Linked DNA regions of Mus musculus: all the other regions are linked to region 2. Evidence: chromatin contacts called from public Micro-C and promoter capture Hi-C data. All regions are on one chromosome and are shown on one strand. The core of a region is the stretch at or near the end of the contact, and the rest is flanking DNA. Distances in the headings are between cores, read along the strand shown. Region 1 holds the start of Uchl1 (ubiquitin carboxy-terminal hydrolase L1). Region 2 holds the start of Shisa3 (shisa family member 3). Region 3 holds the start of Limch1 (LIM and calponin homology domains 1).

Region 1 (5,040 bases), core at 1,097-3,596, 930 kb after region 2:
GAGATGCCTGCTAAACTAGCTTGCTTGCGGACAGACTATAAGCTTCATTTCTCATCAAAAAGAATTCTTCAGTGTTTTACCCATTACATATGCAGAATAAGTACTCTATAGATGGGGCAGATTAGACGGCAGCTAAAGGACAAAACAGTAGCCCAACCAAACTGGAATGTCCTCTTAAAAAATCCACTGGAGCCTGCAAAATGAGACCAGTTCCAAGGGAGCGGGCTCACCACTGCCTCCCAGAGGCCTTGCCTGAGCTCTGCTCAAAACCTCCAAGTCATCATGGTTCCTCTGGAGAGCAGCTCCAGAAACCTCTACGGCAGGACGAGAGCCGACTTTGGTTCAGTCAAGGAAGCCAATCTGACACGGAGTGGTAGCAATGAAAGCTCCGACTGGAAAACGCGTCGCCGACATCATCCAAACTCCATGTTTGAACTCATCAGAGACCATCTGCTAGGAGCAGGGCCTAGAACTTCCCATACAGCTTAGTTCCGGTCAGGTCAAGGATGCCTCTAGAACACCTGCCCTCAGGACGGTATTTAATTAGCCTCATCCCATCTGGCAGAGACGCAAATGCCTCCAAGTTTTACCAATGTCATCCCCTCTTAAATCATTAGGAAGCTAAGAGCCCACAGGAGGGAGACGATGCAGTGATTTACTGGGGCTCCACACACGGCGAGACAACGCATAACCCCCAGTTTTGTCTTTCTCTATGGCTCAGCCTGAATCATTTGCATCCCTGCCCAGTGGAAGATGGAAGACTGTTTCAGAAAATGAAGAAGTGTCTCTATGACTGTGTCACAGGAGCCCTACTTCATCCAGCCACAAGGTCAGAGAGGTGGAGACCGCGGCTCTGTGCACCAGTGATTCAGCTTTCTAAAAGGAACGTTCAACAGTGTGCCTGCTGGGAGGGGTGGGGGAGGGGAATGGAGAATCCACCAGAGAGGCAGATGGAGGTGGCAAATGAAGAGACAGCTCTTTTGACTTAAGCAAGCCAGGCCCTCATCAGTTTACAGTCAGGTGAGAGAGCAACAGAACCAAACCAGGGACCTGACCCACTCACGGCCCTTAAAAGGAAAAAAAAAAAAAAACAAACCGGCCATCCGCAAGTGGGAGCAAGGCTCATAAGTAAACAAACAAACAAAATAAACAAGTTGGAGATCTTTCTTTGGATAACTGAAAAAAAGACTTAGACGCAATGGGCTCCTTCTCTTCCAAATTGAGGCAATAATGGACATCACAATAGAGCCCCGATGAAAATGCAAGCACCTCCCACCCTAAGAAGTGGGATCCTTATCAGGGACCCTACAGGAAAAGGGGACAGCGTGAGGTAGGAACTCATTCCACAACACTGCGTATCCACTGAGACCCGCCCATCACAGACCTCTCCCTACCTGGGCCGTGAGGGGAAACAGGAGCAGCAGGGCGCAGGCAGGGGATGGCACTGAGCCCAGAGTCTCCTCCTCCAGCCCTAGCACGTCGGCGAAGCGCCACTGGCCGGCGACCCCCAGCTTGGCCAACACCTGCAAGAAAAAGACAGGGCAGCCAGACCGAAAAAGCCAGACAAATAATGGGCACCTGCTAGGGGGCGGGGCCAGCACGAGCATCCCTCGTGCGGCCCTCCCACTCCCCAACCCCCCACCAAACACACACACACGGGTCCCCACCCGAGTCTGGGAGGAGCCTCCGCGCCGTCCCACCCTGCGTGCCGCGCAGTGACACAGCACAAAGCTCAGCCCACACGTGGCTCGCGCGAAGCCCTCGGACTAGAGTCCGCGGGCCGTCGCCACGCCCTCGAGAGCTGCTCCCCGCGCTCGTTGCTGTCCGGGTCCATCCTCCGCCACCTCCCCGTGATCGATCTCTCAGTCACTCCCAAACCCCTAGATAACTCAGGGCAGAGACGACACCCAGCTGGGCGCCCCAGCCCAGCCACCTCCATTGCACAGGGCGCGGCCGGCTGGGCGTCTCCAACGATGCTCTTGGAGGATAGGGACAGAGACTGCGCGCCGCGCCACTCACTTTGTTCAGCATCTGAAAGCCAAAAGCAAAGAGGAAAATGATAATAAAACTAAATGATTCAGCTACCGAGCTGTAGCTAAGGGTCAGCCTTATTTCTCCCGAAGCGACCCAGCAGCTATGCTTACCTCGGGGTTAATCTCCATCGGCTTCAGCTGCATCTTCGCGGATGGCACCTGCAGACACAAACCCGAGGAGCCGAAAAAACAGCCGGTGGAGCCGCCCAGGCTGCTGTTATAAAGCGCCGGCCTCGCTCACTGGGAAAGCCTGAGCAGGGGAGACGGGAGCAGAAACAAGCAGAGGAGGAAGGCCAAGAGGGCTCGAACTCCCCCATGCACCGCACAGAATGGTACAAGCCAAGCCCCCAAACCTTGCAGTCTCACTCGCCGGTGAGCTAATCTGGTGGTTGTGGAGATGGGTTTTGTTGGTGGGTGTTCCTTGAGCGCATGAAGCAGCCTATTTGAGGGAGCTTTCAATTTGGAGCGAAATTTCTGGAAACCCTCCTCTGTCGTCTCAATCACTCCAAAGCTCGAGGGTCTCTGAAACATTGAGAGAGAGAGAAAAAAAAGCACAAAATCAACAGGTATATGTAGTGTTTAATATGAATATAAATATTTGTCGGTCTTCCTCCCTCCCCCCCCCCGCCCATCTCGGAACAGTTTGTACTTAACCTTAGACAATCTGTCCTCCATGTTAAATTCAACCTGTGTCCAGGCTCGGTTTTTAATGGACTGCCTAGAATAAAACATCTGATACGGAGTGCATTAGTGAAGCTGATGTAATGTGACTCCAGGGGAAGAACCGGTGGGTCGCTGGGAAGCAGTACATGCGAGACACATAGAATACGGGCGCCGGAGGACTTTAGAAACAGACCAAAGAAAAGATAGATGATTTGAGACTAGAGGCTTAAAGGAAAAAGCATTTAAAAAAAAAATAGGGGAAACCTTTTTTCAAAGAACAGGGGTTTGGGATAATAAGATTTTGGTCCACAATACTTTGGGCGCAGAAGAAAGGGAATAGCAACGGAGGAGAGCCCGCGGTTCTCCAGGGATGGGGGCGGGGGTGTTCTTTCTAACAGGCACATTTCAAAGGATGGAAGGCAAACGCTTGTGCTGAAGGCGGAGTAGAAGGAGGGGCCAGATCTGTATCAATTGTCAGGGATGCTAAATCACAGAATGAGGTAGCTAAGGATGCAGGCAGGTTGGGTATTTTAAAAAATATGCTCAGAACAAATGGTGAAAAACAGACATGCTTTTTGCTAGCCCGAGGTAAGCAAGGCATAGGATGGAGGGAACCAACCTTGTTTTAACAGCACTGCCTCTCCAGCTGGATCCTTTACCAGGCCATCTTATTTCACCCTGAGAGGGTCCAATATTGTATTTGTGAAATTTTATACATCAGGATCCAGGGTTCAGAGATGTTCATTTGCTTGGTGCTACAGCTGGAAAATGAGGCAGGAAGACAAAACCTGGTAAATGAGGCTGGAAGGGTCCATTTTCTGTTTTAGACTCAGCAATGTGCTACTTCAATTTTCTTCCCAGTTTCACCATCAGGGAAAAAAAAATGACCTTCACTTACCAAGTGTGAGAGGCAAGAAGGCATTAGTAAGATTCTGAGTGAATTTTATACTATGTAAATTACATCTCAATGCAGTTAATAAAAAAAAAAAATACAAGACAGACGGACACATAACCCAGTACACCTGGGTAGACTGTGTGCATGTCTGTCTTTTGGCAGAGACATACTACATTTCCAGTTTTCTTCATTTATCCATTCATCACAAATACTGCACAAGCAAGCATTTACTCCCACTGGTCACTGAGCTTGGGAACTGGGTGATTCCAGAAATGAATATTGAAACTTCTTTCCTGCAGCTCTTATAGTGTGGAAGGAACACCTAACTCAGCGGAGGGAATTAGAAAGACATGAAAGGAAGTTGCGTTTAAGCTAAGGCTGATGGACAGGCAGAAGTCAGCAGTGGATGGGTATTGCCAGAAGAGCTAGGAAGGGCAGTATGAAGTCATGACCAGAAGTCTTTGTGGAAGGTACTTAGTTATTCATTCAACAAACAAGTGTGTGTGTGTATAGATATATATATACACATATATAAACACATATGCACATATATATACTTATATACATATATATGCACATATATATGTGAATGTATGTGTATATATGTATGTGTGTATGTATATATATATATATATATACACATATATATAACCATATGCTAGGAACTATGGATCATTAAATTAAACAACTCTCTACTTACAAAGAGAGAAGACACAGATCTTGTCCTGATCTTTCAAACGTGGGAGATGAGTGAACGGAAATGCTCAGATTGTGGGCAAGAAGCTTCATACAGACCTTAGCCAGATTCTAGGGCGTATAACTTGCAGGAAAGAAGGAGGAGGAGCAGGAGGAGGAGGAGGAGGAGGAGGAGGAGGAAGAAGAAGAAGAAGAAGAAGAAGAAGAAGAAGAAGAAGAAAAGAAGAAAAGAAGAAAAGAAGAAAAGAAGAAAAGAAGAAAAGAAGAAAAGAAGAAAAGAAGAAAAGGAGAAGGAGAAGGAGAAGGAGAAGGAGAAGGAGAAGGAGAAGGAGAAGGAGAAGGAGAAGAAGAAGAAGAAGAAGAAGAAGAAGAAGAAGAAGAAGAAGAAGAAAATAGGACGATGCACGTAGAATGGGCTTTGCCAGCTGGGGCTTAGCTTCTCTTTTGGCAGTAAAGCTGGCTGGACAGGCGGGATTTGCTGTCTGAGGTGGCGGTTGGTTATGGTTGGTTTTACAGTTCTGTACTGTGATGTTAGCGCTGAGTTACTGAATGCGCCTGCGACCAAGTCCCAGCAATCTAAACGCCAGGATTATTTAAAGGTACAAGCTTAAAATAAAGAGATGAGGTGGGTAGGGGGTGTAGTGATGGGTACACAGTTTGGTGAGACATGTCAGCATACATACCAGGGATGTGTACGGAGCTCTACATGTCAATTACATGCACGTCCATTACAGTGCAATTGGTCAGTGGAGT
Region 2 (4,834 bases), core at 364-2,863:
CTGCTTCTCTCTCCCTGTCTTTCTGGGGATCAGAGTGTGCAGGCCCCACACTGCCACCTCCCAGTCCTGGGGAGACACAGGCTCTCAGCTCCACACACTTCTCGGGTTTCCTGGCAGTAAAACCTTCGCCTTGAGCCTTAAAAGGTTTCCCTGATGTTCCAACTCAAGTGGAAAACTTTTTTTTCAAGGTGTAAATTTCCTCAGCTGGGGTCCTGATTTATTCACCTCTTAAGTGAGCAAGTGGACAAGTGAGCGGAAATTTGACCCGTGTTTTCCGACGTGAGAATAGGGGGCCTGAGAAATCCCTGTGACCCGGAATTTTAAATCCTCACCTCCAAAGACTTGGGTGTTTCTGAAAAGCGTGACAATAGGGGGTGGACTAGAGAGGGTAATTGGATGCAGAGAATTGTAAGGAAGTTGGAAGAGTGACGAAATGCTACTACTCGACAAAAGAAAATAAGGGGGTGATCAGAGTCGAGTTCCCTGGCACCCGCACTTCCGGAGTTCCCCCACTTGACCAGAGCGCCCAGGAAACCCAACCTAGCTCCAGCTGTCTACCCTAGAAGCACCAGGTTCCCGCCAGACCAGCAGTTCCTGCGAACCCTTGCAAACTTTCCCTAGGGCCGAACCATGGGCATCACGTGCAGCCGGGACCCAAACTGCAAAGCGATAGGACCCCTGACCTGAAATACGATCACCCTCTTTTTCTTCAATCCCCAGACCCAGAGGTGGTCCACTTTGTGGCCCGAGCTAGTAAGGCGTGCCTGTGTCGGGTGGGCGAGCCATGTCCGCCCAGGGATGCCGCACTTACGCGCGGTGATGCCAGGATGCTCCAGCTCTCCGCGGTCGTTGGTGCAGCCCCCCTGCTCCAACCTGGCGTCGGCTGCCGCGCAGCAGTAGCGCAGCGCACACGAGCCGCAGCAGATGGTGGCGTCCTGCGTGTCGAAGTCCTCGGGGCACTGGAACCCCTCGTGATAGTTGCCCTGCGCGTCCACCCAGCCGTGGCAGTATTCCCCAGGCTGCTGCGCGCCCGCCGGGCCCCAACGTAGCAAGCCCACGAGCAGACAGAACGCCAGCAGCGCCCCCATCGCCGCCCCGCGCCCGGTGGCAGCTGGAGAATCCGAGGGCGGAGCCGGAGCTCCGGGGGACCAAGGTTCCGCCTCCCCGAGGCACCACGCGGCCGGTTGACCTCCCGGTCAAGAACGCGTTCTCGTGGGTTAGCAGCGGCTGGGCAGGAGGCGTGGGCTGCTCTGCGGGCTCCGCTGGCCGGAGGACAGCATGGTGCGCGAGGGTGAGGGGACCAGGGATCGCGGGAGGCCACCGCGTAGGCTGCGACTGAAGCAGCGGCCGCCTTTAGCCAGGCTCATCGCGCTAGGAGCACCCGGGGCCAGGCCGCTATTCTTGCGGGCCGTCGAGCCCTGAACGACCAACTCCAGGGCCGGGCAATGTCCCAATCGTGGGCTGTCGCCCGGTACCCGGCAGAGCCGGGAACTGAGCTTGGCTCTCCACGTGCAGGTCTCGGGGACCAACGGCTAATTCCGCTCCCGCCCCTGACTGTCACGCAGGCGGGAGACAGCCCAGTCGCGGCCAAGTGCAGAGGGCCTGGGGTGGCTGACAGCTCTGCCTGGAGGGCGTCCCTTAAAAAGGCAGAGGGAGGAGGAGACTCGAGGGTGAGGAAAGTCCGCCCTCCGGGGTCGCCGCGCGAGCTAATCACAGCGGGTGCACCGCGATGCGGTCCGCACGCCCGCAGGTTCACGCGCGTCTCCCCTCCGCCCCCACCCACGGCGCTACCCCGGGCCTTGGCGGTGACCCCGAGGGGACCAGGCCGAGCCTGCCACCTAGCTGTCACATAGCCAGGGGAAAACCTGCAGAAGGATGAGGAAGACTACGGTCCCGCTTCCGTCCACGCCTGCCAGCTCACGAGGGGACTTGCGCCGCGCTTGAGTTCCACGGGTTTCTTTTAAAAAACGAGCGTGGCGTCTGAAGTCCCCTAACTGTTCTGTCGGCTTGTGCACAGACTCAGTTTGTCCCTGGGCCGCCGATTCTGAGGATTCGTTCGATTCCGATAACCTGATTTTTAGGGTCACCAACATTTGCACCTCACTCCCACCCCTTCACCCCTCCTTTCCAGCTTCCACGAGTTCACGCTCAGGCGCCTCCTTCCCGCACCGCTGAGCCGGCGCCGGGGAGGACCCGGGTCAGCCCCGCCAGCCTCACTTCAAAGGCCAGGATTTCGGTGTTCCGCGCCCGCAAAGGAAATAAAAGAGCAGAATTAATGATAATCGAGCCTATCTGAACTTCTGTTCGGGCAAAGAAACACATTTATTTAAATGATGTGTCCCCTGTGGGCTGTTTGCAGGGCATGGCTCCTCTAGCCGAGGGAGAGCCTTGTGAAGCCAGAGTTACGTGAAACCGGTGCTAACCTCAAGACTTTATTTTTATTGCAACCTGTGTTTCCTCTCCGGGGTTTATTGGTTCGGTACGTGTGAGGACGTTCGTCTCAGCCACACGGTTTGTCAAACGCTTTGAACACCCTGTCACCGATTTAGATATTAGCAAGTCTCCTGAAACAAATGGAAGAACTTGTCAGAGCACCGCCAACACAAGTATACGCGGTCAGAAGTATTTATTACACCCGCAGCTTGCCCACGGTCCCAGAGGCTTCTAGAAAAACTTCGGTGCTGAATAAAACGGTTTATTTTTAAGTATCTAAATTAAATTCCATCCCGGGTAAAGAACCACTCCTAGCTTCAGGTCTTAAATATTGAGATTGTTATTTAAATATAAAAATAAATACCCAACACGCCACTACTGAGTAGGACTGTGTAAAATTATAACTGCATTGCTCCACAATAAATGTTTGGGGGGCAATAATAAGTTATCAAACTGTTAAGTAAAGCCAAATTACATTTAGGCAAACAAATTTCCTTAACTAAGAATTTAATTGAAGCATGTGGAGTAGAAATTTCGTGGTTAATGGATTTTTATTTATATAGGAAAAAAAATGCTGTCACCGGGCTTTCAGGCTGCTTAAAACAAACAAACAAACAAACAAAAAACAACAAAAAACCAAACCAGTTTTTTAGGGGCAGCAGGGAGGTTGGTTTTGTTTTCAGGAAAATAAAGAGAAAAAGATTTAAAACCACAGCAAATATGAGCTACAAGGATCATAATAAAATAATCAAACTCGAAGACACACTAACGCTTAATAACTTTTCCAGAGCCACACTACTTAATATCTTTTTTTTTTTAAGTTACGATTTGAGGAATTTCATTACATCACAACTGTGTGAAACTGTACAGCAGCCACGGCCCCTCCATCAGTCCCCCAAGGGTCAAGTTTCCTCCTTCTCCAGCTGTTCTTTGATAGCGTTAATATTTTAAGGAGTGATTTGTTGGCACTTCCCTCCCATTAATTACATTTCTCTGTGCCACAGAGGGGTTCTTTTCCCTGGGACACTGGCTATAATTAATTTCCTCATTTAGAGCCCTTGTCTATTTGACTTATTCAGAGGGTGCTCTGCTCAAATTTAGTTGGATGATATTTGCTAATGGAAAATAACCAAACTTCTAAATAAGTTGATACTCCATAAATCTGAGAAGTTGCAAACACTAAAACAACCGTGCATTGTGCTTTTCTCTCTTGCGTCCTGGATCCAGACTGATTTCAGGTTACAATAAGCAGCCCCTCAGGTTAGGAGAGGGACGGATAGGTGAGGGGTGCTTGTGCTGAAAGATTCCCTCAAACTTTACACATTGATAGCCTTTAAAGTCATAAACAATGCTCTCAGAAAGATATTTGCCTCTTTGTGGGCTTACAAATATCTGCGATTTCAAAGATTTTGTTTTTATTTTCCTAGTAAAGATTTATAAGTCTCCAGAGACTCCCTCCCCAAAGCCTTTGGGAGAGTGCCCTGGAGAAAGGTGACCAAAACTCCACACCCACAGTATCATGTACATGTTTTAGACATGTTACATTTCTCCCTGTCTCAGTAACAAAAAGCCCCTATTTTTGTGAATAACACAATCTTAAGAAATCACTTTCCCAGCCTATTCTCTCTTGTGGTCTTCAGGAAATTTCTATCGGAAATGAGCTACATGGTATGATGTCTAGGGTTTTTCTTTATTAAACACTAGAAAGGTGGGGGGGGGGAGTTCAGGGGGGAAGGAGAGGGAGAAGAAAAAAGGAAAAACCCAGAGAAGATGAGATGGCAGCAGGCTGATAATTTCAGCTGAGTAAAGGGACGGTGGATGGCAGAATCACAACTCTGTTTTATGCAGAAATAAAAAAAAAATAAACCAGCTTCTAGCTATTATAAATAAGGCTGCTATGAACATAGTGGAGCATGTGTTCTTCTTACCAGTTGGAGCATCTTCTGGGTATATGCCCAGGAGAGATATTGCGGGATCCTCCAGTAGTACTATGTTCAACTTTCTGAGGAACCTCCAGACTGACTTCCAGAGTGGTTGCACAAGATTGCAATCCCACCAACAATGGAGGAGTGTTCCTCTTTCTCCACAATCCTCACCAGCATCTGCTGTCGCCTGAATTTTTGATCTTAGCCATTCTGACTGGTGTCAGGTGGAATCTCAAGGTTGTTTTGATTTGCATTTCCCTGATGATTAAGGATGCTGAACATTTTTTCAGGTGCTTCTAAGCCATTCGATATTCTTCAGGTGAGAATTCTTTGTTTAGGGGTCTGCAACCCTATAGGTGGAACAACAATATGAACTAACCAGTACCCTGGAGCTCTTGTCTCTAGCTGCATATGTAGCAGAAGATGTCCTAGTCGGCCATCACTGGGAAGAGAGGCCCATTGGTATTGTAAACTTT
Region 3 (4,570 bases), core at 1,541-4,040, 860 kb after region 2:
AGCAGAAGCTGGTGTTGGGGGAGGTAGGAGCCTGGCTTCTGAGCCATATTTCCTGCCCAGTAAGACGGTCTTCAAACAGTCAAGGCTACAGGCTGAGAAATTCCTTGCTAAGAACCTGTGTCCGGAAGCTTGCTCTGTGAGCCTTATTAAGAATGTAAATTCTCTAGACAGACCAACTCAAAGAAGCCCAGAACTAAAGATGCAGAGTAGTAGCAAAGTTTATTTATTAACCTGCTGCACCCAAGGGAACATTTTGGTGGGTTTTTTTTTTTTTCAGAAAAATTCCTGACTGCACAGAAAGAAAAAAATGAAAAAGGCCTGTGGGAAATTTAATCACCAATGGAACAAAACCGAAAAACAAAGCCCTCCCCAATGAGGATGTTGCCAGAGACAATGGGCCCCTAAGGGGAGATGCGATTGTCTCCTGATAAGAATCCCCACGGGAAGCGGCTCACACTAAGAAACACATTATTGCTGTATTAGCCCAGGAATCTTTGTTCAGTGGGCAACTGTGTGCAAAACCATCTGTTATGGCCCCCGGCTCCCAGTTTGCAAACGTGGCATTTACATTTCAAGAATGGGAAGGGGAAAGGGGGGGGAGTGTTGAGCACTCCCCCAATGCACACACACACACACACACACACACACACACCTTTTTACCCAGCCTGGGCTTAGGAGAGGAAACTCCCCTTTTGATGAAATCCAACTCCACTGAGGAAAGGAGATAGGCCACTTCAATTATGCACACGCAGCGTGCCTGGCAGCCTGGTCCTAAAGCCACACACACACCATTTGGGTTTTCACTGTCTTTGACTGGTTTAAAGGGCAAAGTATCAAGAGCCATTCTAAACTGTGTTTAGCGCTTAACCCGGCTCTGCTTTCTTAAACTGTCTCTTCCTTTCCTCAAGCTGATATGAAAGCTAATGTTCTACACTGTGTAATGTTTAGCCTGAAATACCAACAGGAAAAAAAAATCTTTATATATTTTGATCTATGGGGAGATGTAATAAATATGTGTACATATTCCAAAATTCACAGAGATGTGAGATTCAGATTTGCATTCTATCCTGCATGGAGTTTATACCACAATGCACTTTTAAAGGCAGGACATGTATGTCAATATTACTATAAATTACTATCAGTTACTATCAAAGAAACTGGGAATAAATCACGTGCCTATGAGAAAACAGAGGCTAATTTCCCCCCCAAAAAATTCAAGAAGTTGAAAGAAGCTGTCACACAACTCTCCACTACTGTCTCCAGTGAGCCTGTGAGCCCCAAACTCAGAGAGAACACCTGTCATGCTCCAAGCCTTCCATCAAAATAAGCCTTCCATCAAAAATAAGAGGCTAACGTCGTTTTCTCATCTGGTAGTAAGTTACATCTGGTAGTTACAAGAGACAAGCCAGCCCTGACTTTTAGTAATGGTGCCTGGTATATATTGTTTCCTTAGTTCCGTTTTTAAATAGATGGCTCCAAACGCTAAGGAGCTTTTTTGCATCCATGAAGCTGGTTGACCCTGAAAGGTGGCGGCCTGTGGCTGAGCCTTCCAGCAATAGCCTCTGCAGGCAACCCAGCAGGTTTAAATATACAGCCCTATAGTTCTATCACCCTACCAACATTGGAGACCTGGGCTGTCCCAAGGGTGGGGATGGGGTCGCTAAGCGACCATCTGAGTTCTCTGAAGCGTATTCTTGCTTGGTCACGACTTAGCTGCACACATCCTCCTTTGAACTCTCAGGCCAAGGGGGTTGCGCGCCATTTAGCCAAATTCCTCTTCTACAAGGCATTTTAAAAGGTGGTTCATAGGAATTCCAAGAGTGGATCACAAATCACCTCTCCCACTCTCGCCCTCCACGCGTCCTGAACCCAAAGACCGGATTGTTTCAGAATAGCAGGGCTACTGAGCTGCACCTGCAGATAGACATCATGAATCAGGATCACCCAGCGAGCGCTTCCTGGACTGAGCCGAGAGCTCCAGTGATTTCCTTGGCCTTCCACCGAGTCATTTAAGAAGTGAAATGTGCCAACCTGGCCCGGTACGGGGCCTGCTGCAGCCCACCCTGCGGTCTCTGGGACAACCGATAGCTGGGCAGCGTGTCTACGGATAGCGCACTCACAACTAGGTCTTGCAGGTTCCCCCCTACGCTGTGCTCTGCGCCAACCTTGCACCTGAACGGGTGCCAGAACACAGCCAAGAGGCTTGGATGGGTATGAGCCTCAGTGGTGATACTGCCAACTCTGCTCCGGAAGGGAGAAGAGAGAGGCCAAGGGAATGTGGAGCAGTGAGCGGGACACCCCGAAATGCGGCTCCCGCAAAGGGCTCTGGAAGCTCGAGCCCCTGTAGCCTTTGCAGCGCTACGGCTCGCACTGCGCTTTCCGTAGCAGCACTTGCAAACCAAGCGGAGATTGCGAGCTCCGCAGGCAGCAGGGATGAAGGCGCAGGGGACAGCCTCTTGCCCCTGGGCGCACAGCTAGACCGCAGTGTCCCCCCTGTTCACGCCCACCATCCCAGAGCCCCAACGCCAAGGGATCTCAGTCTTCCGAAGGCCGCGGAGGATGACCTGGGGAAGCTGGCCACGAAAGTGGGGGAAGGCTGGACCTGAGGTCGCTGCTCTCGGGGCAGCAGCTTGGGGCGCCCCTGCAAGGCCGCCCGCCGGTGGCGGCACCTACCTCGATCCACTTCTGTGCCTCGGCGAAGGCAGGCTCCGGAGGTGGTTCGGGCTGCAGGGGTTGAAGGACTTCCAGACCGAGAGCGGGGCAAGCCATCTGCGAAGCCCGGCGAGTACTGGAGCGCTCGGCCGCCGGGATGAGCACAGCCTCCTCCGCAGGAGCGCGCTCTCCGCCCCTTCCCGCCCGCCGCGCTCTCCAGCCGCCTTCCCCGCCCCCACCGAGCGCAGGTCCCGGAGGACAGCGGCGCGCACTGCCGGAGGACACCGTGGCCACCTCAGCCAGTGGCGCCCGGGCCCGCCGCTTCGTCCCCTCCCCCAACTAAAAATAACCTGCCAGGAGCTCCGGGCGTCCTTCCCGGGCTCATGCAAGGACCGTGGGAGGAACACGGCCCGCCACCCCGCTTGTCCTGCCTCCGGCCGGCTACTTTGGGTAGCAGGTCGAGCTGCACCTTGGGTGAAGCTGGGCGGGGAAACAGCACTACTGCGGCAGAACTGGAGGACTGACTGGCACCTGCTGTCCCTCCCAGCTACAGACCTGAGGCCTAGAGCTGCAGCTCCGGACCCAGCACTCTAAGGTGTTCACAAGGCAACCGCCAGATCTTTCTGTTAAAAGGGGAGGGACTCCCCGCAAGCTACCTGGGCCTTAGCCTGTTGACTCATTCACAGGATTTATTCAGCTCTTATTATTCTCCAACCACCAAGCTAGGAACCTAGGACTGCCGGATTGGGAATGGGGGGTGGGGTGGGGGCAGGGAGGGATAAAACAAAAACAAACAAACAAACAAACAAACAAAAACTCCTAAAATGTGTGCTGGTTAGTTTTATGTCAAGTTGACACATGTTAGAATTATCTGAAACAAGGGAACCTTAACTGAGAAAATGCGAGGGAGAGCCTAGCCCATTGTGGGTGGCACCATCCCTAGGCTGGTGGTCCTGGATTCTATAAGAAAGTAGGCTGTGCAAGCCATGAAGAGCAAGCTAGCAAGCAGCACCCTTCTATGGCCTCTGCATCAGCTCCTGCCCTGCTTGAATTCCTGTCCTAATTTCCTTTGATTAGGAACAGCGAGATAGGGAAATGTAAGCCAATACCCTTTCCTCCCCCGTTGCTTTGATAATGGTGTTTCATCACAGCAAGACACAATTCTAAGAACTTGCCTTCAAGATACGTACACTTAGACTGGGATATAGCTCAGTTGGTAGAACGCTTACCCAGCATGCAGCTCACCCTGCTTTCTGTCCCCAGCGTCATGTCCTTGGAAGTACAAGCTCATAATCCCAGCACTCACTAGGTGCAAGCAGAAGATCAGAAATTCAAAGTCATCCATTGCACAAGCCAACTTGAGCTATATGAGACACCGTTCTCTGTATGTATTTCTCTAGATATTCACAATACCGATATTCACACTGGGGAGCAGACAATAAACATGGGAATCAAAAGATGTTGTAGAATGAGCTATCTGGTAAGAGATGGCCTGTGTTGAGGAGAGAAGGTGCCAGTTGATTTTTAATAAGCTGCTCATGTTGCTCTTGAAATGGCTGCACCAGTGCATTTGGGAGGCAAGCATGCTGGGAGAGGCCTGGAGGAGGGACAAGTGGAGAAGGAAACTGGGTATTTACGCTGGTGTCTCCCTGAGGATTGACTGACACCACCACTCTAAAGCAACATATGTCTTCTTTCCTTGGGTCCTGTCTCCTCTTGACCCATTCCTCCCTTCAGGCCCAGGAATGCTAAACCCCCCTGGTTTCCCACCTTTGCCCACTTCCTTCTATCACCCCTTAGTTTTGCTCAGTCACTTCATCTGTGGCTCAGTAAGCTCAGGGTGTTGTGACAAACCTTTCCTGGGAAGACACAACCCACATGTCTACTTACACTAGGCATGGATCCTGTGGCAGATGAG

Evidence for each region. Promoter capture Hi-C pulls out the DNA fragments that hold promoters and counts their contacts. Hi-C and Micro-C count contacts between places; a contact is called where the count stands out from the background.
Region 1: a promoter capture Hi-C map of liver shows a contact between it and region 2, with 2.1 times the contacts expected there. The contact joins the promoter of Uchl1 here to the promoter of Shisa3 in region 2. A contact is called at or near these places in 5 of 39 promoter capture datasets (the HPC-7 cell line, cranial neural crest, hippocampal neurons and 1 more).
Region 3: a Micro-C map of embryonic stem cells shows a contact between it and region 2, with 9 times the contacts expected there. The contact joins the promoter of Limch1 here to the promoter of Shisa3 in region 2. A contact is called at or near these places in 1 of 39 promoter capture datasets (embryonic stem cells) and 1 of 484 Hi-C or Micro-C datasets (embryonic stem cells).

What each region holds. Positions count from the first base shown.
Region 1 is chr5:66,673,427-66,678,466 of GRCm38.p6, reverse strand. Uchl1 (ubiquitin carboxy-terminal hydrolase L1) reads right to left here and starts at 2,346. Exons shown (of 9, transcript NM_011670.2): 1 at 2,145-2,346; 2 at 2,020-2,031; 3 at 1,395-1,523. The coding sequence starts at 2,177. Uchl1os (ubiquitin carboxy-terminal hydrolase L1, opposite strand) reads left to right here and starts at 1,970. Exons shown (of 5, transcript NR_102714.1): 1 at 1,970-2,405.
Region 2 is chr5:67,604,662-67,609,495 of GRCm38.p6, reverse strand. Shisa3 (shisa family member 3) reads right to left here and starts at 1,613. Exons shown (of 2, transcript NM_001033415.3): 1 at 812-1,613. The coding sequence starts at 1,088.
Region 3 is chr5:66,744,109-66,748,678 of GRCm38.p6, reverse strand. It overlaps Limch1 (LIM and calponin homology domains 1), which reads right to left and starts at 2,790. Exons shown (of 26, transcript NM_001001980.3): 1 at 2,674-2,790. The coding sequence starts at 2,769.